3 separate regions of the Mus musculus genome follow, and all the other regions are linked to region 2. A link is a contact called in public HiChIP or PLAC-seq data. All regions are on one chromosome and are shown on one strand. The core of a region is the stretch at or near the end of the contact, and the rest is flanking DNA. Distances in the headings are between cores, read along the strand shown.

Region 1 (3,276 bases), core at 290-2,789, 850 kb before region 2:
GCCCTCCAGATCCATCCATTTGCCTAAGAATTTCATAAATTCATTGTTTTTAACTGCTGAGTAGTACTCCATTGTGCAAATGTTCCAAATTTTCTGTATCCATTCCTCTGTTGAGGGACATCTGGGTTTTTTCCAGCTTCTGGCTATTATAAATAAGGCTGCTATGAACATAGTGGACCATGTGTTCTTATTACCAGTTAGAACATCTTCTGGATATATGCCCAGGAGAGGTATTGCTGGATCCTCCGGTAGTACTATGTCCAATTTTCTGAGAAACCGCCAGACTGATTTCCAGAGTGTTTGTATAAGCTTGCAATCCTACCAACAATGGAACAGTGTTCCTCTTTCTCCACATCCTCTCCAGCATCTGCTGTCACCTGAACTTTTGATCTTAGCCATTCTGAGTGGTGTGAGTGGAATCTCAGGGTTGTTTTGATTTGCATTTCCCCAATGATTAAGGATGTTGAACATTTTTCTAGGTGCTTCTCAGCCATTCCATATTCCTCTGTTGAGAATTCTTTGTTTAGTTCTGAGCCCCATTTTTAAATTTTTTTTTAAAATTTTCTGGAGTCCATTTTCTTGAGTTCTTTATATATATTGGATAATCCTCCCCTATCTGATTTAGGATTGGTAAAGATTTTTTCCCAGTTTGTTGGTGGCCTTTTTGTCTTATTGGCAGTGTCAAGGCTGCCCACTTTCTCCCAACCTATTCAATATAGTACTTGAAGTCCTAGCCAGAGCAATTTGACAACAAAAGGAGATCAAGGGAATACAAATTGGAAAGGAAGAAGTCAACATATCACTATTTACAAATGATATGATAGTATATATAAGTGACCCTAAACATTCCACCAGAGAACCCCTACACCTGATAAACAGCTTCAGTGAAGTAGCTGGAAATAAAATTAACTCAAACAAATCAATGGCTTTTCTCTACACAAAGAATAAACAGGCTGAGAAAGAAATTAGGGAAACAACACCCTTCACAATAGTCACAAATAATATAAAGTACCTTGGTGTGACTCTAACTAAGGTAGTGAAAGATCTGTATGATAAGAATTTCAAGTCTTTGAAGAAAGAAATCAAAGAAGAAATCAGAAGATGGAAAGATCTCCCATCCTTATGGATTGGCAGGGTCAATATAGTAAAAATGGCTATTTTGCTGAAAGCAATCAGATTCAATGTAATCCCCATCAAAATTCCAACTCAATTCTGCAAAGAATTAGAAAGGACAATCTGCAAATTCATCTTGAATAACAAAAACCTAGGATAGGAAAAACTCTTCTCAATGATAAAAGAATCTCTGGTGGAATCACCATGCCTGACCTAAAGCGGTACTACAGAGCAATTGTGATTTAAAACTGCATGGTACTGGTATAGCGACAGATAGGTAGACCAAAGGAATAGAATTGAAGACCCAGAAATGAACCCACACACCTATGGTCACTTGATCTTTGACAAGGGAGCTAACACCATCTTTTAAATAGAAAACTTGTTCAATGCCTGACCCCCATGGTGCCTGTCAACCACCCTAAATGTCAGTTTGGGACATCTGATGCCTTTTTCTGAGTCCAGTTAGCAACAGCACAGAGCATATTACACATATGCTCTGTAAAGAGGTAAAACTCTGCTAAAATTAAAAAAAAAAGAAATCATTGAAAATGTATGGAAAAATATGGTATGAATTTTCTTCTTCATATTCTGTCTGTATAATCAATTTTGTATGAAACTATTTTAAATATTATTTTCCTATTTCAAGATTTATCTTCAAGATTTTCCTAATGACCATGTAATTGACTTTCTATATAAGAATAAATATTAGGGATTTTATAATTTATTGAACTGTGCATATGAATGATGAGATCACCACTCTATTCATACCTCTGTGTATGTTAATAAACATAGAAATGATAATTGTAATGCATTGTAAAATTAGGACAATTCAAATTTCTATACTTTTTTGGTCTGAAATATTTGGAGAATTCTTTAGACAATCATCATTTCACCTTGCAAGCAGTACATGCATATTCACATGTCATGCTTCTATTTTCTATTTTCCATGTAAATGAAGGTCTTCCTATTCTTCATGTGTATCTTTTAGATTGAAGTTATTTGCTCACACTAGATCACAATATCAGCCCTTCCTCTTCTCCCTATAACCCCTCACACAAGTCTCCCCTCATTCTACTTAGAAGCAGGAATCCTTGACGATTGTATGTAGAACAAGTGAAGATATTTGCCTAATCTATAGGTATCCTGATCATGCTGTCTTTTGACTTACAGAAGGGTTTCACATTTATGATGTTCCATTTATTAATTCTTGACCTTAGTATCAGGGCTATGGGTGTTCTATTAAGGAAGTTGTTTTCTATTCCAATGAGTTCAAGGCTATTCCCCACTTTTTGTTCTATTAATTTAGATGTGTATAGATTCATAATGAGGTCTTTGATTCATTTGGACTTGAGTGATATGCAGGGTGATAAATATGGATCTATATGCATTTTACTGCATGAAGACATCCAGTTAGACCACATCATTCATAGAAGATGCTCTCCACTTTCAATGTATGGTTTTAGCTTCTTTGCCAATAATTGTGTCCGTAGGTGAGTGGGTTTATTATTGTGTGTTCTATTGAATTCCAATGATCCACCTATCTAGTTCTATACCAGTACCGTGCAAAATTTTATTACTAATTTTTGTGCTGTAAAGCTTAAAATTACAGATATTGATGCCTCCAGAAGTTCTTTTTGTTGTTGTTCAGAAATATTTTATCTATCCTGTGTTTTTTTGCTTTTCCATATGAAGTTGCGATTTTTTCTTTCAAAATCTGTGAAGAATTGTGCTGGAATTTTGAAGGGAATTGCACTGAATCTCTAAGTTTCTTTTTGGTAAGATGGACATATTCATTATGTTTATCCTATTGATATATGAGCAAGGGAGGTATTTCCAACTTCTGATATTTTCCTGTTTCTTTCTTCAGATACTTGAATTTCTTGCCATGTAGCTTTTCACTTGCTTACTTAGAGAAATGTGAATGCATTTTATTTATTTATTTATTTATTTATTTATTTATTCATTTATTCATTTATTTATTTATTTCTGTATGGCTAATGTGAAGTGTTCTGTTTCCCTAACTTCTTTTTCAGGCTGTTTATCAGCCTGTTTATTTGTGTGGAGCAGAACTAATGATTTCTTCAAGTCAATTGTGTATGCAGACACTTTGCTACATTTATCAATGTAACATTTTGGTAGAATTTTTTTGGATCACATATATAT
Region 2 (3,032 bases), core at 351-2,850:
CGTATTTCTGAGTTTGGTCTACAAAGTGAGTTCCAGGACAGCCAGGACTACACAGAGAAACCCTGTCTCGAAAAAACCAATATCCAAAAACAAACAAACAAACAAAAATCCATTGAAAATTTTCCACTTATTAAAATATCTACTCCTGAAATCATCACCGCACAGCATGGTAGGCTGAACCTTGGAAAAATTCAAAGAAATTCAGGAAGAATGGCTACCTGGGGTACCTGTTAACATATCAATGAAGTCATAGTTGGATAGGTGCTTTCTTGGCTGCTGGTTATCTCTAGACCTGCCCCTCTATTCTCTATCACATCCTCAATTCCCCTCCCCCACCTGATGGCCTGGTTCAGTCTGGACCCAACCAGATATCTCTGAATTCACTAAAATGCCAAAAATTAACCTTACCACCAGCACAAGAACCAGGTATCTTCTTGAAGTGCTGTAGGTTGCATTTGTTAGGAAAATGATAAAGCCTCATAGGAAAGTACAATGGCCTATAAAATGCCTGTAGCATGTGACCAAAATCTATCACTTGGTCAGGATGTATTATTTGATAAACCTGGCCCACATGGAGGAATTGGTTTTTCTCTGGCGACACTCAGGTTTAACAGAACCTACTATATATCTTCAAGTCTGATAATCTGTCTCACACACATTCTCTATGAATGATTATTATTCACCTTACAGCATTTTCTTTTCAGGGTCTTCTTTTCTTTTCTTTTTTCTTTTCCTTTCTTTGTATTTATAACCACCTATTGAATTCAATTTTCATATCCTATGTTGTCCTCATTTCCTTAAGGAAATTTCTCCTCACAAGTACCTTGCTGCAATCCTGTCTTCATGTTTTATTCAAACCTAAGGTGTGACACTAATAACAAAGCATATGTAGACACATTTCTCAATGATGTATTTACATCAAAGTATGCATATACCTCTGTGTTCAGCTAACGGAGAATATAACTTTGCTTGGTTAATGATAATATTTACAGCCATACGATGGTGCTTTATAAGGAATATTTTCTAATTCTATCAAATCTGCACTGGTCCCCATATGACAAATACCTACAAAGCTCTCTCGGGATGCCTACTCAGTTCCCTAGAGAAAGGGAAATTAAATGGCAAATTGAGGAACAGGGGAGTTAAGAAAGCATTGAATTCGAGGAACTTTATTAAGGCCTTTGCAAAAACAACCCTCCCGGTATACAAACTCCACAGAGGGCCAAGGATGTACAGGGTTGTTTTATAAAAATATTCTGGCAACCATAAAATCAATTAAAACATCACCATAAACTCAATTCACAGGAACTAAAACTTCCTGATAATGGTAAGATATCCACAACAGAATTGTAAGAGTGGCAGAAAACGCACCCCTGCTCCACGCGCCTGCCCTGCTCCTGCCCGTTTCCCAGCACAAAAGCTCCTCTGACCTGGCAGGTGACAGGACCAGCTGCTGAATATCCTAGGAGGCCAGCACAGCAACTGCAGCTTAAGGAAGTTTTCAGGTTCCGCAAACACTAGGCACTAGTCTCCCTCCACGACTTCCTGACCACGAGGCAGCCGAGAAACATTGAGAATGCTGGAATGGCGGAAATCTAGGTTCCTCAGAGCCACTCCTTCTGGACCCGCCCAATACTCAGCAGCTTCCTGCCATTCTTCTAAGCCCACCTACTTCAGGACTTTTTAATTAATTAGCTTCCCGGTTCTTCAGAGCAATTTTTGTTGGTTTGGATTTTTGCTTGCTTGCTTATTTAATTCATTGATTGATTGATTCTTTGTTTTTATTTTGTCTTTTTCTTAAACTTATCTAATCATGTAGGAGGCCCAACCTCCCCATCAGGAACCACTCCTCCAACTCTGTTGTGGAAACACAACTTCTCAGGATCTACTCTCCTCAGCTTCCCACAAGGTTGCTGCCAGACTAGACCAGAACTGAATGTAGTAAGACACTGCACCTGGGTTCTGAATCCTTCAGATACAACGGATCCTGCCTAACTTCTCACAATGGGAGTCTATCCTCCTGGGCTAAAAATGCACACAATTAAGCAGTCCCTCTGAATTCTGATGCTCAATACCCAAAACAAAGTAAAGTTAAGATAAAATGTCTTTGGCTCAAACTATCAACTGTGTATGTATCTTATAAAGATAGCAATTTACATGATATCCTAGGTAAAGAATAGAAAACCCAGAGTCATTATCAAAGAGATTAAAGTGTGTAAACCACATATATCAACTGAAAGAGAACAGGAACAAAATGATTCTTGGGCTAAAGAATAATAGCAAATGCCTAAAGGAAAGGAGGACAACGTAGGATATGAAAATTGAGTTCAATATGTGCTTAGAAATAAACAAGGAAAAGATCCTGAAAAGAAAATGCAGTAAGGCAAATAATAATAACTCATAGAGAACGTGTGAGAGACAGATTATTAGACTAGGACAAAATGTAGAGGAATTGGATACCTTAGTCAAAGAAAATGATGAATAAAATGATGTTAGGTTTAGGCACAATATTATTTACTGCTTGAAGGGTGAGGCAATAAAGAAAAATTCCTTTCAAAAAGTGTTTAGATATTTGGCAAAAGAAAGAAAGAATAAAGAAAGGAAAGAAGGAAGGAAGGAAGGAAGGAAGGAAGGAAGGAAGGAAGGAAGGAAGGAAAAAATAGAAAGAGACCTACAATACATACTGAACTGTTTAGCCATTTGTTCATAGAAGATTCCCTGATTGTGCTCTATAATATTCTATGTATACCCATGCATATCTTCATAGGCTGTGGAAAGGAGACTGGAGAATTACCCAAGTCACCTTAGAGAATATGGCTGGAAGTCAACTCTTTCATGAAAGTAATGAGTTCCAGGATTCTCTTGTGACCTCTGAGGTTCAAAACCTGTTGTGATGACTGTGAGAGGTTAAAAATGGATTCTAGGCCAGCATGGAAGTAAGAGCTCAGAAGCACAAGTCTAGACCTGATGGTCTTTCTTTAGAGAACAGGGTTCTGAGCCCATGGACACCTTGTTACCCATTGTGGTGAGTT
Region 3 (3,021 bases), core at 23-2,522, 630 kb after region 2:
ACATCTTCTGATTTATGTCCTGCCTTTCCTGATTTATTGGCCTCAGCGTAAAATGTAGGGGCTCCAGATAATGGAATTTCCTTTATTTTATGAGGGAGAATCCAAGTAGTTCTTTTTATGAAATGAAATCATACTTTTATAGTATCTGTTTTTAATCTCTCCAAGAAGTTACTGCATGTTCTTTACCAAGATTCACCTTGTGGCCATAAGGAGGCAATCTCTGCATTATTAAAAGGTACCACGATTTTAGTTGGGTCCGTTCCAACTAATTGTCAAAGTCTCATTTTTTTTTCCTTTTAGTATAAATTCAAAGACCTTCTCCATGTAGGGTTTTCTTACGCTGTTTATGTGCTAAAAATATCCATTCTTTTATTTTTTTAAATTCATATATTTATTTGTTTGTTTGTTTTTGAGCCTGTTTCCCTGTATAGTGCTAGCTTTCCTGGAACTCACTATGTAGATCGGGCTGGCCTTGAACTCAGAAGTCTGCCTGCTTCTGCATCCCAAGTGCTAGGATCAAAGTCATTTGCTACCACTGCCCGGCAAATATTCATTCTAATTTATCTTCCCTCTGCATGGGAATTCCTCGAGGGAAATGAGTTGAAATTAAGATAACTAAGATGCAGGCCATCTTTGGATAAATACTGTCTAGAAGTGTAGATCCCTTGCTACTTGTGGCTTCACCAGGCCACGTGGTTTTGCTCCATCTTCCTTCCACCTCCTTTTCTTCCATCTTCCACTATCTTCTTTGTTTCCTTGTCTGCCTCTCCTCCTTCCCCTCTTCTCCCTTTCTAAAACCTCCAGCCCCACGTTTTCCTTCCACTGCCCAATCACAGGCTTCAGTCTTTATTTGACCAATTTGACCAATTTAAATGGGGAGAAGTTTCACATTAAATCACCAGAGAATGTGATCCACTCCTCCTTGGGGCAGCTCCATTTGAGGAAGCAGAATTAGCATCAAAATACAAACAGCACCAGGGCAATCCACAACAAGGACTACCCTTCACACACACCCATGACATTCCTCCATTGTGCAAACCATGTGGGCCCAGAGCCATGGCCTCACTACCATGGAAGCCATGGAAGTCTCCCACTAAGCACAAGACAACTGAGTCCAACATACACTTTCCTCCTTCCACAATTCTCCCCTTTCTTATTAATTTACCCCTGTGTCTCATCTGGCCATTGGTAGACTTCCTTCCCACTTAAGGGAACCCCAAATAAAATCTCTTAGGTGGTTCCTTTTCATCAGTGGCATGAATGTCAGTTTCTCTGTTCTGGAAACCCTCTGGACTGAGGCAGGAGTTCTATCCCCATGCATTGCTCTGAGAACGTTTGAGAGCCTGATACATGGATGAGGGTTTTCTTTCAAGCCAGGAAATTCATGGCGAATTCGGGTGACACAGACTGAACTCAGGTGGTCCCTCAACATTCAGGAGATCAGGGTTTCAGTATTCAGGTGGGCAAGGAGTCGGTGTCGAGTGTCAATCAGACAAGAACACAAGGGAGTGTTGATCTGAATGTAAGTTCTCAAAGTGAGCATCATCCTTATAATACAGAAGAAAATAAGGAAGTGAGGTGACGCATCACTCAAGGTACGCTGAGGTTACCCGATTCTTAATGACTCTTTACACAAAACAGAAGAATGCATACATAAAGACTGTCAGGAACTAGTCAATGTAAGAACTGAGACAAAGTCAGCTCTATCTCAGGTCAGCTGTATTCTTAGAAGCCATGTATGAGGTCATTATGCTCCTGTGGCAAGGGCTTTCATGTACAAGCCATAGTTCTAATTCTGATTTATTGTTTATCCTACCACCACACAGCTCTTAGTAAATACCTAGCTATGCTATTCCTCTGGGCTAGTGAAAGTATGTGCTAGGGAATTCTGCTCTAGCTAATGTTCTCATGAATAATGCAATACTCTAGTTCCTCCTTCAACCACAGTAGGATCTTCTTCCTAAACCATTGTAAATTCCTGTATATGGTAGTGAATTGGCTGTTATTCTAAGTGATTTTGTGGGGAACTTTCTTCTATTAAGTAATGTAGTCTGCCATACATAACTATAATAAGAATTCTAAACTTACTTTCTTAAGCTTGCCCTGAATTTTCTAACTCTATGTAGTAGATAGTAATGCCTTATTTCTTTCAATATATCTCCTTCAAAACTGGAGTCAATTCATCTGAATAGGTCATAGTTACTAAATTCTAAGCCCAGGGTTGGCTCAAGGACTGCCTAGGACATTGGTGAAGGCCAGGAAGGAAAGTTCAACCTAATTTAGGTATTTGACAAATCATTCCTTGGAGGCACCTATAATAAAATAATACTGAAAGAAAGCACACAGAACCATTCACCAAGTATAGCAAGGATGAATCTGAGACATATTTGTTTATGGGACACCAGAATCATTCCGGGAGACAAGTTCCTTGAAAATTTATGCCTCAGGACTGAGGCCAAGCCTTTGGGCCTGCCACAGAGTTTTTACTTGAGTGGGAGTGGCATTCTGGTATAGTTCCCCACCACCACTTTTGTTATGATTCTTATTGACGTTATAACTAATTTAAAAGTTTTTCCATAGAGGAAGTTATTGCTACTCACAAAAAATATTGTTAGGAATAGGGAAGTGTATATGTGTCTGTAACTGCCTCTTCTCCAGCTATCTTAGCCTTGGCAAACTCACGTCATGGTGAGGAGGAGGAGTCTATTGCAGGCATCTGAAAGCTTGGTGTTAGCTGCAAACCTCCCACCTCCACAGGACACATGGCATGAACTTTGTGCCAGGGATACTACTGCCCTACCTCTCCCACATATAAAAATCCTCCCTCACATTTGCAGCCTCCTCTGGTTGGGCTCCAAGAATCTCCTGCCTTCCAGCTACCTCTTTAGGCCCACAAGACATGACCCGAGGCTTAAAAAGGGGATCACCCACAATTGTAAGGACTGCTGTCTACTCAGGCCCTCCTTTCCCTGAGTCCAAACTTAACTTACTCAGGTAGAGGCTTTGTTTCACCTAAACTTC

Evidence for each region. HiChIP or PLAC-seq counts read pairs in DNA pulled down with a chosen protein or histone mark.
Region 1: an H3K4me3 HiChIP or PLAC-seq map of embryonic stem cells shows a contact between it and region 2, with 11 times the contacts expected there. The contact joins two enhancer-like sites. A contact is called at or near these places in 5 of 115 datasets of contacts at active chromatin or transcription factors (embryonic stem cells, epiblast stem cells, extraembryonic endoderm stem cells and 1 more) and 2 of 9 other capture datasets (adipose tissue and pancreatic islet).
Region 3: an H3K4me3 HiChIP or PLAC-seq map of embryonic stem cells shows a contact between it and region 2, with 4 times the contacts expected there. The contact joins two enhancer-like sites. A contact is called at or near these places in 3 of 115 datasets of contacts at active chromatin or transcription factors (double positive thymocytes, embryonic stem cells and stem cell-derived neural progenitor cells).

What each region holds. Positions count from the first base shown.
Region 1 is chr4:146,054,007-146,057,282 of GRCm38.p6, forward strand. No RefSeq gene overlaps it. Among named protein-coding and RNA genes, the nearest start is that of Zfp987, 42 kb to the right of the region's middle. Within about 2 kb of position 1,540, at least 10 of the 459 cell types and tissues checked have an H3K27ac peak or open chromatin away from gene starts, as enhancers often do. A contact at or near this core is called in embryonic stem cells, where this site is marked.
Region 2 is chr4:146,907,996-146,911,027 of GRCm38.p6, forward strand. All of the region lies in intron 6 of Zfp993 (zinc finger protein 845), which reads left to right. Among named protein-coding and RNA genes, the nearest start is that of Gm21411, 8.3 kb to the left of the region's middle. Within about 2 kb of position 1,601, at least 20 of the 459 cell types and tissues checked have an H3K27ac peak or open chromatin away from gene starts, as enhancers often do. A contact at or near this core is called in embryonic stem cells, where this site is marked.
Region 3 is chr4:147,535,104-147,538,124 of GRCm38.p6, forward strand. No RefSeq gene overlaps it. Among named protein-coding and RNA genes, the nearest start is that of Zfp985, 17 kb to the right of the region's middle. Within about 2 kb of position 1,273, at least 7 of the 459 cell types and tissues checked have an H3K27ac peak or open chromatin away from gene starts, as enhancers often do. A contact at or near this core is called in embryonic stem cells, where this site is marked.